Linked DNA regions of Mus musculus: regions 1, 3, 4 and 5 are each linked to region 2. Evidence: chromatin contacts called from public HiCAR-type and promoter capture Hi-C data. All regions are on one chromosome and are shown on one strand. Each heading gives the region's core, a stretch centred on a gene start, on an enhancer-like site or on the middle of the called end of the contact. The rest is flanking DNA. Distances are from core to core; before and after follow the strand shown.

Region 1 (2,787 bases), core at 58-2,557, 610 kb before region 2:
GCACAGTACTCCTAATATACTCATACTGAACTATGGGATGTGTCAGGCAGTCAGGATATTCGATTCCCTTTCTTAATCTTTAGAGAACCTTTCTCTGAATTTCACTTGGACCATACTTTTAGGAATTCAATATAGCATGTTCTAATAAATATTAAGTCATCTGGGGAAAATCTGAGGAAAAAAATATGTAAGATTCATAACTTAAGTCTTATTGAAGATACAGAAAGTGAAGTTCATTAATTTCCCAAAGTGTTTTTTCTCAACCCGGTAATACAATCTCTCAGCAAAATAAAATGTTGTTTTAGAAACCAATTACAATTTAAGAAAGAAAAAATTCTTAATGTGAAATGAAAAACTCATAAACTAGGACAATGAGGGCAAGTCAATACAAAACAAAAAGTTCAGTTTAGTCTCTGCCCCACTGTCAACTTCGGAAAATAATTACCTAGTCAAAAGTACAGGCATGATAGTGTTTTATAACAGTTCCTTTCAACTTCTCTTTTGGCTTTCATATTAAAACTTTCTGTCTCACACACACCATGGACTCTTGGTAAACAACCATATGGGTATTTCTTAAACAACAGATTAAAACTCATATGAACCTCATACTAATAAAGTCACTATCCACTTTTCAAAGAAAAAAAACAGATTAAAAGTAGATCCTACATTAATACTCTTCAATATTACTAAAGAAAGCAAAAAACAAAAAAAAAAAAAACTGAAAACAAATTATACTTTGGCAAAACGATGCTTTTTGTGTCCTCAGCAGGAAGTATCAGCTTGAATCAAAATACTTTTAAAAGCCAGTTTTCCGACCTGTTGCACGGCATAGTAGTAGCCCGTTCCTTTAATCCTAGCGCTCTCTCTGTTCACTGTGCACCAGGTTCATGCTTTTCTTCTGACACTTGTCACCTGGGCAAGTACCTGAAGCCTCTGAGGCTCCCAATAACACACACACACACACACACACACAGCGGGTTATCGCTGCCGCCAACGCATAGCGCACACACACAGACACACACACACACCCCTGAAGCTTGAGGTCTCCCTGAGAGAGAGGATGCCGAACACAGCGGGTTATCGCTGCCGCCAACGCATAGCGCACTTTCTCTACAACTACCCCAAATGTGGTTGCAAACGACCCCTCATATCATCCAGGGCCCGACCTCCAGCGATTACACCAAGAACTCCAACACCCTAGCGTTCAGTACCTCACAGAACACCGAGGATCCCGGCAACTTTTTCAACCTGCAGAGACGCGACTTCGACTTCCGGAGCCGTGGGACACACGCATGCGCACTCCAACCATTCCGCCCGCTTTTTGCTCGTGCTTCCCATAACAAAAGCGAAAGGCAGGCGGGGCCTCGGCCAAGCTCCTCCCAGTTGGTCCCTGCAGAGTAGGAAGCCTGCTGCTCCTCTTTCCACGCCCCTAATGGATTTTTCTGGGGACTAGCGGGGGGGGGGGGGGGGGGGGGAGAACACACTGTTCAAAGGATAGTAACTGGCTTGAAAGAGTCCTAAATCCTGTAGCCAATTGGAACCCTATTCCGAGTGAGACTCCAAATTCTATTTTGTTGAATAAATGGATCAGAGGCAAAACCCTTTGTTAATCTAAGTTAAGCACCCAAATGCACTTTTACACGATGTAAATAGACGAAGATAACAATGTTGTTTTGTTGTTTTTTTAATCGCAATTTAGGGCTATTATGCTATTGCCAGGCAAGTTGAAAAATACCAACAATCCTTTGTTAGTCTGAAGATTTATCGTTCTTTACTATATTTTTGAGTGATGAAAAATTGTCATGAGTTTAGAAACTTTGTAATGATTAATTTCAGAATATAGAAAGCTGAACAAGAGTATGTAGGCTTATATCGAGTGTAAAAAAATTAATTAAAAATTAAATTTTAAAAAGTGTGTAGGCTTTAAAAGTTTATCACGATTATTTGGAGTTATTTGGGAACCCTTTGTATCGGGTTAAAAGGCATTTTTAAACACAGAATAACTTTTTTATCTTTCACAAAATGTTCCACTATTAGTTTAAATTGAGTCTACATCTATTCATTTTACCCACCCACTTTTTTCAGGAAGTGGGGAAAGTTTTGAAATTCCATTGATGAAAATGAAGGTCTTTTGTTCATTCTTTTAAACTACATGCAACATTAATGGCACTGCCTATGTTAATTGTAACTGTTAATCTTTCTCCCTTAAGTTCATCAAAGTTCATCAAAGACTGAGTGCATTGACAAAAATGATGGGATTGTATGCATTTATGGTAGGATGGAAATGATCTCCATTGTTCTATCAATAGAAAAAAATCAGTTAAAGGTATCTTTCCCATGACTGAGAAGAATATTTCCATGTACGTGATTTCCATGTAATTGAGTTAAAGAAATTCAGTGTGATTGGGGCACATTCCACCTATAACATGAAGTCAGAATTTGGCACAATGGAATCGAATATGTGAAGAAAACCAAATAAATTGGCATTGCTACTTACGTTCCCATTAAAATGATATAAATGGGACGAATTTTGAAGTGAGTATATTAGACTAAAAGGAGACTTAAAATCAAAATGTACTTCTTTAGTTTGTTATTTATGTCTGCTTATCTATGCTAGTGTCATCCATATTAAAACTTCCTAATACTACCCACAGTGGTCTAATAGAAATGTTAATCAACTCCTCTCTATTTTTATATTAGAAATTATATTTTGCTTTTTATTTCTGACAGATAGTCTTTGTATCAACCCACTGGTTCTTCGGCAGAAAACTCCCACTGTTTTTGCTG
Region 2 (2,767 bases), core at 210-2,709:
TTATGTAGTTGCCCTGGCTGGCCTCCAGCTCAATGTAACTAAAGATGATGGTGTAGTCCAAATTCTGAGTACATGGTGACTGGCGTGGGTGATGGCTGTTCTCTTTACATTGCACAATGAAGAGCAATGGAAACAATTCAAGACTCGTCTAGCTTGGAATAATTTATGTGTAACCTTGAGAGTTAGTGAATTAGCAACAGACTAGGGGGGTAGAACAAATATCTTGGGTGCACAAAGAACCTGCTCTAAGGAGGGTACTTTCCAGATGTTAGATATTAAAGTAGAAGGATTTCTAGTCTACCCCATAAAACAGGAATGTTGTCACCTCTGCTTGCTCAAGTATAGAAGCCGTAATGGTAGTTTGCAAAGCAGGCTCTGGATAAAAGAGCTTGCAGTGAAGCCTAACAACCCAGATGACAAACTCCAGAGTTGCCCTCTGACCTGTAGAGGTATATACCACACATATATACAAAATAATAAAAATTTAAAATTATAAATGCATATTGATGGGGATGATATCAGACCTTAACTAAATGCTCTTGAGTGCAGGGTGACTGGTGTGGTGATGCTGTTCCCTTCACATCGCACAATGAAGAGATGGAAACAATTGTGTGGAGCAGGGGCTTGGACACCTGTAGCTGGAATTTGGGTGCCCAGGCCTCCAATTTGCAATACGCTGAGCTAGAGAGTAGGACCTAGGACATTTTGAGAAGTAGATAATTGAATCCTCTTCCACTGAGTTATTGCAACGCTTTCCATGGGTACAGCTATCAGTTCAAGGTGGGGGGTGGGGTGGACCAAGTCGCGCACGTTTTAGGGAACTCATGAACGTTTGGGGAGGGCAATATGGAACGCTTTTGAGATCCTCTTACCCTAGTTCGGCCTTTTGCAAAGCTGGGCTCAAATTCTGACTCTAGATCTAGAACTACTGGGTTTCGAACCACTGTCTCCGGACCCAGAGCTGATGTTGTGCAGGAAATCACGTACTCAGCAGCCGCCCGATCACAGGGTGGAGTCTGGAGCAGCAAGACAGCGATTGACATTCAGTCGCAACCATTCGGCACCCAGAGACCGGTACCAAACACCAATCCGCGTTTGTCTCAGTAAAGTCTGAGAACGCGCTTGTCAATCTGCGTGAGCTCGGGGCTATCCTACACCCGACCGCAGCCGGATTGGCTGTGTGCATCTTGACGGGCATGCTTCGTACCCACTGAAAGCTGAGCCGGTCACTAGGCACGTGAGTGGGTGCCGGCACGTCCTCGGGGTTGGACCAATGAAGGGAAGAAATCGAGTGCCTGCTCCCGCCCCAGGTCGCGGAGGGCGGGGCCGCTCGGTGTTGATGAGGGGAGGGGTGGAGCTGTCAGCCGCCACCAATCAGCGTGCGGGCGTGGGCTGAATGCCCAATGGCGGCCGAGTAGGAGCCGTCGCCCCGCCCCTCTGAAGCTTCGCCTCCCCGCCCCGGGCTCTTGCTGAGGGCTCGGCCGCGAGCGAGCGAACCATCGAAGGAGCAAAGAGACCGGGCGAAGCTCGGAGCCCAGTGGCCGGGGCGAGCGAGTGAGGGCCGGCGGGGGCGACGCGAGACGGCCGGGCACGCGCCGCTCAGCCTGCTGTCTGCGGCCCGGGCCGCGCGTTGCGCCAGGTGAGTGAGTGTGCGATCCGTGGCGGCGCTCAGCAGCTTCCAGGCCCCTTTGGGGGGCCGCGCGGCCGCCATGCCTGCCCCCACGCCGCACCTTGGGCCGCCGCGCGCACTCCAGGCCGAGGCTTTGGCTGCGGCCTACTCGGCTCCTCAGGGCGGCGGAGTACGCCGCGCTTTTGTCCGTTCGGGCGAAGCTGCTGTTTGTTGATCGACAAAACGATTGTGTGCCTGGGAAAGGAGGGTGTGTTTTTTTGGGGGTGGGTGGGGGGGGTTGACGATGGGGCCGGACAAAGGCGGGGCGGGGGCGGGGCGCCGCGTCCCCTTTCCAGGGCACAAAAGATGACAGCGTGGGTGGCCCGGTCCAGCCATCCCTTCAACAACCCCAAATCCTTAAAAATAAAAAACCCACTCCAAGTCCCTGCTCCCCGCCGCTTGCATTTTGGTTCCCTTTGGTTTGGAGCTGTCCCCTCCAAACACTCACCCATCATGGCCTTGCAAACTTGACCCCCGCATGTCCAGAATCTGTAAATCACCATATAATCTGCATTTTAAAAATGAAAATAAATAGTACACGTATCTGCTATTGCAATGGCAGCCTTTCCACCTCGCTTCTGTACCCTGGTCTCTTTGCTTTCCAGCTCCCTTCTTTCTGTAAGCCATGAAATGTGCAGTTTTCCGCGTGCACACTAGTCCAGGGCATCCCGGCAGACAGGGAAGCTTGGCAAAGCTGGGGACAGCTGGGGGTGGCTTTCCTACTGCCATATCCTGGGGGGTTTTGGGGGTTCTGTTAGGGGTTTCGGTCAGCCAGCTGAGAGTATAAGGGATTCCAGGTTTGCAGATTTGATGCTGTAACTGGTGCGGTTTGGCCATTACGGTTCGGGCATCGCGGTTCCTTGTCCCATCTGTCTGAAAGGGGGGGGGGCGGGGCGGAGGATGGCATCGCTTTAATAATTAACACCTGGGGAAGTGTCTTGCCGGAGTAGTTGCTAGTTTTTTTCAACTATGGAGAGGATGGATCCGGTATGTTTCAAAAAGCAAAAAGAAAGAGTGTATCTTTCCCTGTAACCAAGTGGGATTTGCTCAGCCTGCAGCCTGGTGCCAGCACCTTCATAGGCGCTGAGGATCTTGGTT
Region 3 (2,700 bases), core at 14-2,513, 690 kb after region 2:
ACGCTCTAGTTTTTCAGGGGTTTTGTTTTGTTTTGTTTTAAAGAATCAAGATCCATCTCATCCAACCCAACCCCATCAGATAAAGATCCACAGACACTAGGCTCTCTTACAGCATCACATACAGAAAGAGTGAGAGCGAGAGCAAGAGCGAGAGTGAGAGAGGAGAGACAAGAGAGAACATTCATACACATAGATAATAAATTAAATCTTCAAGAAACAAAGGGACCACCAGGCAGAGTTGGCACATGCCTTTAATCCCAGCACTTGGGAGGCAGAGGCAGGTGGATTTCTGAGTTCGAGGCCAGCCTGGTCTACAAGGTGAGTTCCAGGACAGCCAGGGCTACACAGAGAAACCCTGTCTCGAAAAACCAAAAGAGAAAAAAAGAAAAAAGGAACCAAAAGTGCGGAGGACCCCTATGTAGAAAGAAGGGCAGGCAGGCAAGGGTCTTAATGGATCTGAGTGGGTTCAAAGCCAGCCTGATCAAACCATCTGAACTACACAGTAAGACTCTTGTCTTCAAAATAAACAAAACTTAAGAGGGGGCTGGGTGTGGCTCGGTGGTGGAGTACTTGCCTAGCATGTACCCACCTAAAATAAAGTTAGAAGTTGAGGGACATGGCACTTGGCACAAAAAAACAGGATGTATACCACCTGTGACCAGTTTGGGGTTTTCTTTTATTTTGGGACAGGACCCGACTATGTAGCCCTGGCTGTCCTGGAACTCACTATACAGACCTGGCTGGCTGCGAACTCACAGAAATTCTCTTACATCTGCTTCCCAAGTGCTGAGATTAAAGGCAGTCACCATGTCTGACCTGACCCGTCTGACTCAGGGCAAAGTCACCGACCCCTGACATTAACTACCAAGGGGTAACTGTTACTGTGTCTTGGACGGGGTGGCAGGGGAACACAGGGCCGAGGTTCTGGAGTGTGGGTGGACGGGGACTTACTTGGGGACTCGGACGACGTACTCGGTGACATTCTGGCTGCTGGAGCCCTGCAAGAGAGCAGGGGTCTGTAAGGCGAGGAGAGGGCGCGGGGTCTGTTCTGCGACACCTCTGTCCCCACCTCATTCATACTCACTAGAGCCGCCATGGCCGTTGCTCAAGCTGCTCCCGGTCGGCCTGACGGGATGAACTTCGTTGTGTCCCTCGGCTCCAGGAAAGGGAAGGCACCTTTCCTGGTTGTCACGTTAGTGTGATGCTGTGCTTTGGATTTCCAAATCCTTAAGTCTCGGAGAATGCTGGAAGACGAGAAAAAGAGACCTAACTCTCTGCGCATGCGTTAGAGCCTGACCCGGAAGTTGAGCTGCCACACCGAGAAGAGCGCAGCCGCTGTAACTACTCTAGATCACCAGCTTCGGAGAGAAAGCCACCTTTTGGCGGCGTTCTCTGTTTATATACCACGGAAAAGTCACGTGTAGACACGCCCGTCGTGACGTCACGACGCAGGCACCGCGGAGCATCCTGGGTAGGGTGGAAATGGAGTCTCCTGGTAGACGCGAACTCGATCCTCTTGCGCAAGCGTAAATGTGTCCAAGAAGCGGGAACGGAGGCCGAGTTGCCATGGCAACCGAGGCCCACTCTGTGGGGTGGCTTCTTCGGCTCTTCTGGGGCGGGTCTGAGGTTCAGTTTTCTGTGTCCTGGGATATGGGGATCCCGAGGATCTTGCAAAATGAGTCCCTTGTGACGTAGAGCGGAGCCGGGGACTCGGTGCAGGGTGGAGACAGGGCCCCAGCGTACCCCGGCATTGCGGGCGGGATGGGTCTGTGCGAGTCCACGCTGCCCCAGCTGGGCAGAGCTTTGAGGCCCCAGGAGAAGGGTAACGACGTGGGGTGGTTGGTTTACATGGGCCAACGAAAGGGGGAGATGGGCAAGTATCCCCACTACCTGGGGGTGTACACCAACCCCTGCACGGAAGGAACGCATCTGCGCATGCTCCCACCTCACTGTTGGTTGATGCCTTTGGCATATAACTTGAGTAGAGGAGCCAGTGTCGGAAATGGAAAGTACTATTCTCTGGGGACAAATCAGAGAAAGGGAGCCTACGGGATGCAAAGGAGTTGGTTAAGCAGAGGGGCAAGGGAGGCACAGGCATTGAACTTGAGAGGAATGAGATAGGCTGATTCCATGACTGTCTTTGCATAAACAACTGACTCCACAGATGTGTCTAGTAGGGGAGGCATTCATTTCTCCGCCTTCAGGGAGTGCGCCTTAAGTTACAGAGGCTGGCTAGGAAGACCAAAGTGAACTGAAAGGGACAAAGAACGAGGGCTGACTGCGGAGGAGAGGAAAGGGCAGAGAGGTCTTATCCCAACTCAGAGGTTGTGTGACTAGAGGCACAAGCAGGCAGCATAGAAAGGACCGCATGGTGGGCGGAGCAGGGTGCTACTGGGTGAGTTTGAGGGCCCTCTTCTTTATCTGTAAAATGGGGTGATGGAGTCACTAAGGCACTTCATGGAGGTCTGTGCAAATGGCTCAGGAAAATCCCCACAGGGGGATGCTTCAACGTGAGTCCAGGATTTCTTATAGACTTGCACTAGTACCATCTTTCTTCCCTGAACACCATAGATATCCTGAGGTATCCCCTGATCATCTTCGTGGTGGGGGGGCCCGGCTGCGGGAAAGGGACCCAGTGCAGAAACATGGCTCTGAAATACGGCTTCTACCATGTGGAGCTGGGCCAGCTGCTGCGGGAGG
Region 4 (2,700 bases), core at 71-2,570, 610 kb after region 2:
AAAAGTGAACTGAAGTGAGTGTCTTAGATGGAGAGAGGGTGTGGCTGGGCAGAGAGCATTCAAAACAGACCTGAAGCTAGCACCTGGTTGGGGGGGGGGTATTCCCTGGAGTTTGGGGAGATTTGGGGTCATGGGCCCAGGAAGAAGGAATCTTCCAAAAAAAGATTGAGGCTCAGGCCCTATTTGGGGTGGTGTAGCATCTAAGAGGATATGTAGGGGGGGCATCCTAAAGTTACTAGCCCTGTCTGTGGGGACTCTGTGTAGACTCTCCACAGAGTCTGATTCATGCTAGGGACCACAGGGGCTGGAAGACCCACTTAAGTTCTGAGACATGTTTCCAAAGATTCTGGGCCATACAAGGATGCCAGGAGCTGTGGGGTGTACTGGAGTTCTGAAGGGAGTCTGGCTAGATTTGGATTCATAAGGGACGTGAGTTCCCGGCTAGACTGGGTGGCTTTGTAATCCCAATGGGTTCCATTCTCTACTGGGATTCTAAATGATTTCCCAGGGGATGTGGGGCCAGGACGGGATCCCCATGGTGCTGTGAGTGGCTATAGGATTCCAAAAGTCTTCCTGGAGAGCTGTGGACCAGGCGGGAGATCCCCAGGGTGCTAAGGTAGTACCAAGGCTCTAAGGGGAATCCCAAAGGGTTCCAGGCTGTGATGATGCCCAGGGCGCTAAATCCCTGGGATCCTGATAAACACTTCAGGAGTCTGTGTGTAAACTGGATTCCTAAGGGGCGCCTCCGGGGACTCTGGAATGAGATGGAGTTCCTAAGGTGTTGAAGCCCTGAGCTCCTGTATGATGCCCAGGGGGTACTCCGGGATTCTAAGGGGTGTCTCACGGGGCTCTGAGCCAGGCTGAGTCCCTCAAGATGCCGCGGCGGTGTGGATACACTACGCTGGCAGAGAATTCCCCAGTGTGGAGTGGGTGGCACTGGGGTGCTGAGTTAGATCCCAAAGGGTTCTGCACCAGACCTGGGGTCGCGATGGGGGAGGGGTACGTGGGTCACAGTGGAGGAGGGGCATCCCGAGATGGCGATGGGGGAAGGACGCCCCGGGGTCGCAGTGGCTGGAGAAGGGCCCATCCGGGTGGGCGCGCGCAAACTCGGTGCCCACGGGGCGGTGTGCGCGCAGGGCCGGCCACAACGCCGCGCAGGGCAGCGGGAGGCCAGTCCCGGGCGGAGGCTTCTTACCTGATTGTCCATGACTGGCGCCCGCCCCGCCCCCGGGCCCGCGTCGCTCTCGCTGCCGCCGCTCAGCAACGCCCCGCCGCTCTCATTGTCTGTCGGGGGCCGCACCGCCGCCGCCGCCGTTCCGGGCCGCCCGCCCGCCCGCCAGCCGCGCTGAACCGGAAACCGCCGCCAGCCCGGGCGGCTCAGCGACCGCGGGCCCCCAGCCGCCGACTCGGGCCCGGCCTCGCCGATGGACAAGCCTCCGAGCCTGTCAGAAGGCCAGAGACCCGCGCGTGGGGCGGGACTTCCGGGCTGGTGGGGGCCCGCCGGGCGACAGTCAGAACGACGAAGCCGTCAGCCAATAGAAAGCCGGCGCCGCAGGGGGGCGGGCGGAGGGAGTGAAGGAGGCGCGAGGCGAGCTCTGCTGAGCGGCGCGAGGTGTGCGCCGCACGTGGAGGGGTTGGGCCAGGCCGTGGCGCGGTGCCTGCGCACTGCGCCCCGGGAGCGGCTCTAGAGGGGACGTCCCTAAAAAGGCCCTAAGAGTTTAAGTTCGAGCCCTGCGGAGGGAGGGAGCGCTGGCGATGTTCGGTGCTCCTGCGTGACAGCGCCGGTGGTTAGTTTACCGGTCTGGATCCTGTAAAGCCAGCGGGTTCAGCCCACTTCTCCTTGCAAAGGCTAGGGTTGTGCATCTGTAAAAAACCAGCCTGTGACTTCAGTGACCTCTTCTGGCCTTCTCAAGCACTGCACACAGGTGCTAGCGCTCGCACACAGACACGCACCATTTAAAATGTAAGCTTTTAAAAAACAAAAACAAACAAAAAAACTTGTCGGAGGTGGTTCTTCTTTCTGTGGTTGTTACAGTGCACATCTGAAACGGAGCCATTCTAAATGATCAGCGGTCTCATTCATTCAACGCAGGGAAAGGAACGGTAGTCAGTAGTCAACCGTAGACTGTGGATACTGACAACTGGGGATTGAACTCAGGGCTCCCGCCATTGAACTACACCCACAGCTCTGTTTTCACTTTTTTACTTGAAGGCCAAGGCTGGGGCATAATTGGTAGAGCACTCTGCTAGAACGATGAAGCCCTGGGTTCTAGCCTCAAGACTCTATAAGCCAAGTGCAGAGATACATGTCTATCATCCTAGAACTTGGATATAAAAGGCAATACAAATTTTTGCTAACCTGAATAAAAGACACACACACAATCCAGGTATTTTATTTACAAACCGTAAGTCTAGGTTGTGCAGCTATTCTAGTTTGGAACTAGTTTGGAGCTATTCTAACTTACATCCCTGCCCATGTGTCCCTTGTGACGTGCTGTTTTTCCTGGCCACATGCTTATGGTCCATCTCCTCTCGTGGCGGCCTCCTCCAGTTTCCCTGTCTTTCTTAGTCTCCTTTCTCTACCTGCAACCTCCAGCCAGGTAACTGAAAACCTGCCTACCTCTATCTATTGCCCAGTCACAGGCTTTAGCCTTTTATTGACTAATTGACTTGGGAGGCTAGGTTACATACGTAGCATCA
Region 5 (2,822 bases), core at 98-2,597, 740 kb after region 2:
GCAGAGATTTAAACAGAGTTTAAACCACCACTCCCAGGAAGGGACGACGCCTCATTTATTTATTTATTTATTTATTTATTTTTCTTGTTCAAAGACACAGTCTCTCTATGTAGCCACGGAATTTACTATGTAGACCGGGCTGATCTGGACCTCACAGAGCTCCACCTGGGATCTAAGGCGTATGCTACACTACAATGGGTGTTGTATATAGCCTTGTATGTGCTAGATAAACTAGCCACAGAACTCCAGCTGCAGCTCTATGGCTATTGTTGTTATTGTCCTTTTGAGCCAAGGTCTCTGTAGCCTCGCTGGCCTTGAATGTGCAGCAGTTCGCCTGCTTCGGAATCCCAGTTGCTGGGACGGCAATCACGTGCCATCATATCCGGTGCATGACCACCTTTTACCCAAAGATACATCCAGAGGTCATGCGGTCCCCACCCAAGCTGTGCCCATACATCTGTGGTGAACAGGTGAAAGTCCCACCCACTCCCTCTACCAGCTACCAGATGTTTCCATGCATAAGAGTTTCTGTGTGGGTGCCGTGGGACATCACTACTTCTGCGCAGACGCCCCAAATCCATGCTTCCTCACAGACACTTCCCTGGCAGGTGGACCTCATACGGATGTTCTTCAGTGTGGACATAAGGCCTTCCGTTAAGCTGGGCGAGATTCTGCACAGATCTTTGTCCGGTTTTTTTTTTTTTTTTTTTTTTTTTTAATACCGCACGGGTTTAATCTAAGCAGGTGTTCTGATTACACTCTGACTACAAGCCTACATGTATCTTTCTACAAAACTAGTCCTGTACAGGTTGGTTGATTTTTTTGGTTATGGGATGAAAATGGAACCCAGGGGTCTCAGGCATGCTAAGGAGGAATTCATGGCTGAGTAAGGGGCGATCCAATCACTAAGACATTCTTGGAAGGCGACCTTCACTAGGCCATTTAAGGCAGGGGTTCTGGCCCCGAGCCACGCTCCCAGCCCCTTTTACTTTTGAAATAGGGTTTATTCAGGCTGGCTTTGAACTTGGGGTCCTCCTGCCTCAGCCTCCAGAATACATTTAGAATACAGGTTAGCATTCCCAGGTCTGACTTCAGGGTGTGAGTTCTTCAGTGTTTCCCATCGGAGCCCGCCTCTTATAAGTGTGTATCTTTCTGGAGTGTCGCCACGCCCCCCGCCGGGGTATGCACCCCTGTGCTTACACCTGCTCATTTCCGCCCTCTGCGGTGCTCCGGGTCGCAATGGGGTTCCCGTTACAGGTGCTCTGGCGGCGCGGCCCCGCCCTCTTCGCCCCGCCCCTCTCAGCCAGGCTCAGGTGCACAAGCCGGAAGTGCGCTCTTTGCCCAGGTGGGTGACTAAACTTTCCGGGTCACGTGAGCGGGCGGGGCGGGTGGGATCTGGAGCGACCGGGTGAAGGACGGAGACTCGGGGTTCCAGCTGGGAACCCGGGATTGGGAACCTGAGCGAAGTCCCTCTCAGACGCTGGAGTCAGGTAGGGAGGCAGGGCGCGCAGCCTGTCCTGTCCCCACCTCCTCCTTCCCTTTTCCTGGCCCAAGAATGCGGTCGGGGAGTTAATCTTTAATCTCTGACCCTTGGCGCCGAGGGCGGGGAGCGCACTCCAAGATTGGGTTGCCTGTCGCTGGGCCCCGAGCCTGAGTCCAGCCCCTCACCCTATGCTGCGCCCTCTCCCCCCCACCCCGGTCTGGTCCCCAGGTCCTGGGTCGCAGGTGCCCTCCTCGACCCAAGATGCGGTAGGAATTGGCGCCTTGGGGAAGTCCTGTCCTTGGCGTCACCAACTCGTCGCCTAAACTCATGGCGACCCCAGGCCTGGGGGTGCTCTTGGCGTTTGGTTTGCCGATGCTGCCCTCCGGCTGGAGCCTAACAGGTAGGTACTGTCCGGGGCAGCGCTCGGGTGGGAGGAGGGTTCCCGGGTTGAACTCAGAAGTGCCGGGCATTTGCGACCCAGAGAGGGCGACAGGTCTGAGGAATGAGCTTGGAATGCGTTTGGAGACCAAGTTTGAAAGCTTCAGGGCTGAATTTCAAATTAGTTTAGCTGACCTGCGAACTTTTTTTTTTTCCAGTTTTTTTTTCTCCAGTTTTTTTTTTTTTTTCTTTTAACGTTGCTGAGGCTCGAACCAGCGTTTTTCTGAACGCTCCGTACCCGCAGCCTAGAATTCCTGAGTCCTTAAGTCTTGTGGAATTTAGGAGCTGGGGGTTGTTGGGCAGAGCCCAGAGGTGGAGGAGGGGAGGGAGAGCCTGGGCACCTGAGTCTGCATAGTTGAGAGTCTTAAGCAGTCAGGGGGACCTGGAGGGAGCCCAGCTGACAGGGCTGGCCCTCCGTAGGTGTGGACCCAGCCAGACCTTCCCTCAGTCTCTAGTTCCAGTTTCGGGAGCCTGGGGGGTGGGGGGACCTTGTGAGTCACATACTCCTGGGAAAGGTTGAGCCCCGCCCAGGTCCTTAAGGGTTCTGGGCCGGAGTGATGGTGGAGGGGGACACGGTTCTGGAAGCCATCTATTCTAATAGGCTAACAATGGTGACTCTGGGTGGTCAGATTATTACCTGCTGGGCTGAGGGTGGCCAGAGAAACCAGCATCACACCCGAGGGTGGAGTGGGTGGCCTGGCTGTACTTGCTGCCTCAATTCCAGCTGGAGACTTTGGAAGGCGTTTTGCAAGGTCTGACTGAGTGGTGTGTAAGTGATAACTAGTGAAGAAGACCCCAGCATGGATTTTTTTTTTCTCTTTCTGTTCCACAGCACCGGACCCTTTCACAAATAGCACAACTCAACCCCCAGGTGATGAGTCCAACGGGGGCCTGGTGAGTT

The links. Promoter capture Hi-C pulls out the DNA fragments that hold promoters and counts their contacts. HiCAR-type assays count read pairs that join an accessible place to other places.
Region 1: a contact with region 2 is called in a promoter capture Hi-C map of pre-B cells. The contact joins the promoter of Pot1b here to the promoter of Kdm4b in region 2. A contact is called at or near these places in 2 of 39 promoter capture datasets (maxillary cranial neural crest and pre-B cells).
Region 3: a contact with region 2 is called in a HiCAR-type map of astrocytes, with 2.4 times the contacts expected there. The contact joins the promoter of Gtf2f1 here to the promoter of Kdm4b in region 2. A contact is called at or near these places in 2 of 115 datasets of contacts at active chromatin or transcription factors (astrocytes and microglia).
Region 4: a promoter capture Hi-C map of pre-B cells shows a contact between it and region 2, with 5 times the contacts expected there. The contact joins the promoter of Mllt1 here to the promoter of Kdm4b in region 2. A contact is called at or near these places in 4 of 39 promoter capture datasets (cranial neural crest, hematopoietic stem and progenitor cells, liver and 1 more) and 1 of 9 other capture datasets (liver).
Region 5: a contact with region 2 is called in a promoter capture Hi-C map of liver, with 2.8 times the contacts expected there. The contact joins the promoter of Crb3 here to the promoter of Kdm4b in region 2. A contact is called at or near these places in 2 of 39 promoter capture datasets (liver and pre-B cells), 2 of 115 datasets of contacts at active chromatin or transcription factors (bone marrow-derived macrophages and pancreatic cancer cells) and 2 of 9 other capture datasets (adipose tissue and liver).

What each region holds. Positions count from the first base shown.
Region 1 is chr17:55,711,329-55,714,115 of GRCm38.p6, forward strand. Pot1b (protection of telomeres 1B) reads right to left here and starts at 1,308. Exons shown (of 17, transcript NM_028370.2): 1 at 1,212-1,308.
Region 2 is chr17:56,324,591-56,327,357 of GRCm38.p6, forward strand. It overlaps Kdm4b (lysine (K)-specific demethylase 4B), which reads left to right and starts at 1,460. Exons shown (of 23, transcript NM_172132.3): 1 at 1,460-1,639.
Region 3 is chr17:57,010,025-57,012,724 of GRCm38.p6, forward strand. It overlaps Gtf2f1 (general transcription factor IIF, polypeptide 1), which reads right to left and starts at 1,264. Exons shown (of 13, transcript NM_133801.2): 1 at 1,085-1,264; 2 at 952-998. The coding sequence starts at 1,096. It also overlaps the pseudogene Gm17949.
Region 4 is chr17:56,934,068-56,936,767 of GRCm38.p6, forward strand. Mllt1 (myeloid/lymphoid or mixed-lineage leukemia; translocated to, 1) reads right to left here and starts at 1,321. Exons shown (of 12, transcript NM_022328.2): 1 at 1,196-1,321. The coding sequence starts at 1,207.
Region 5 is chr17:57,060,884-57,063,705 of GRCm38.p6, forward strand. Crb3 (crumbs family member 3) reads left to right here and starts at 1,348. Exons shown (of 4, transcript NM_177638.5): 1 at 1,348-1,490; 2 at 1,712-1,883; 3 at 2,754-2,815. The coding sequence starts at 1,811.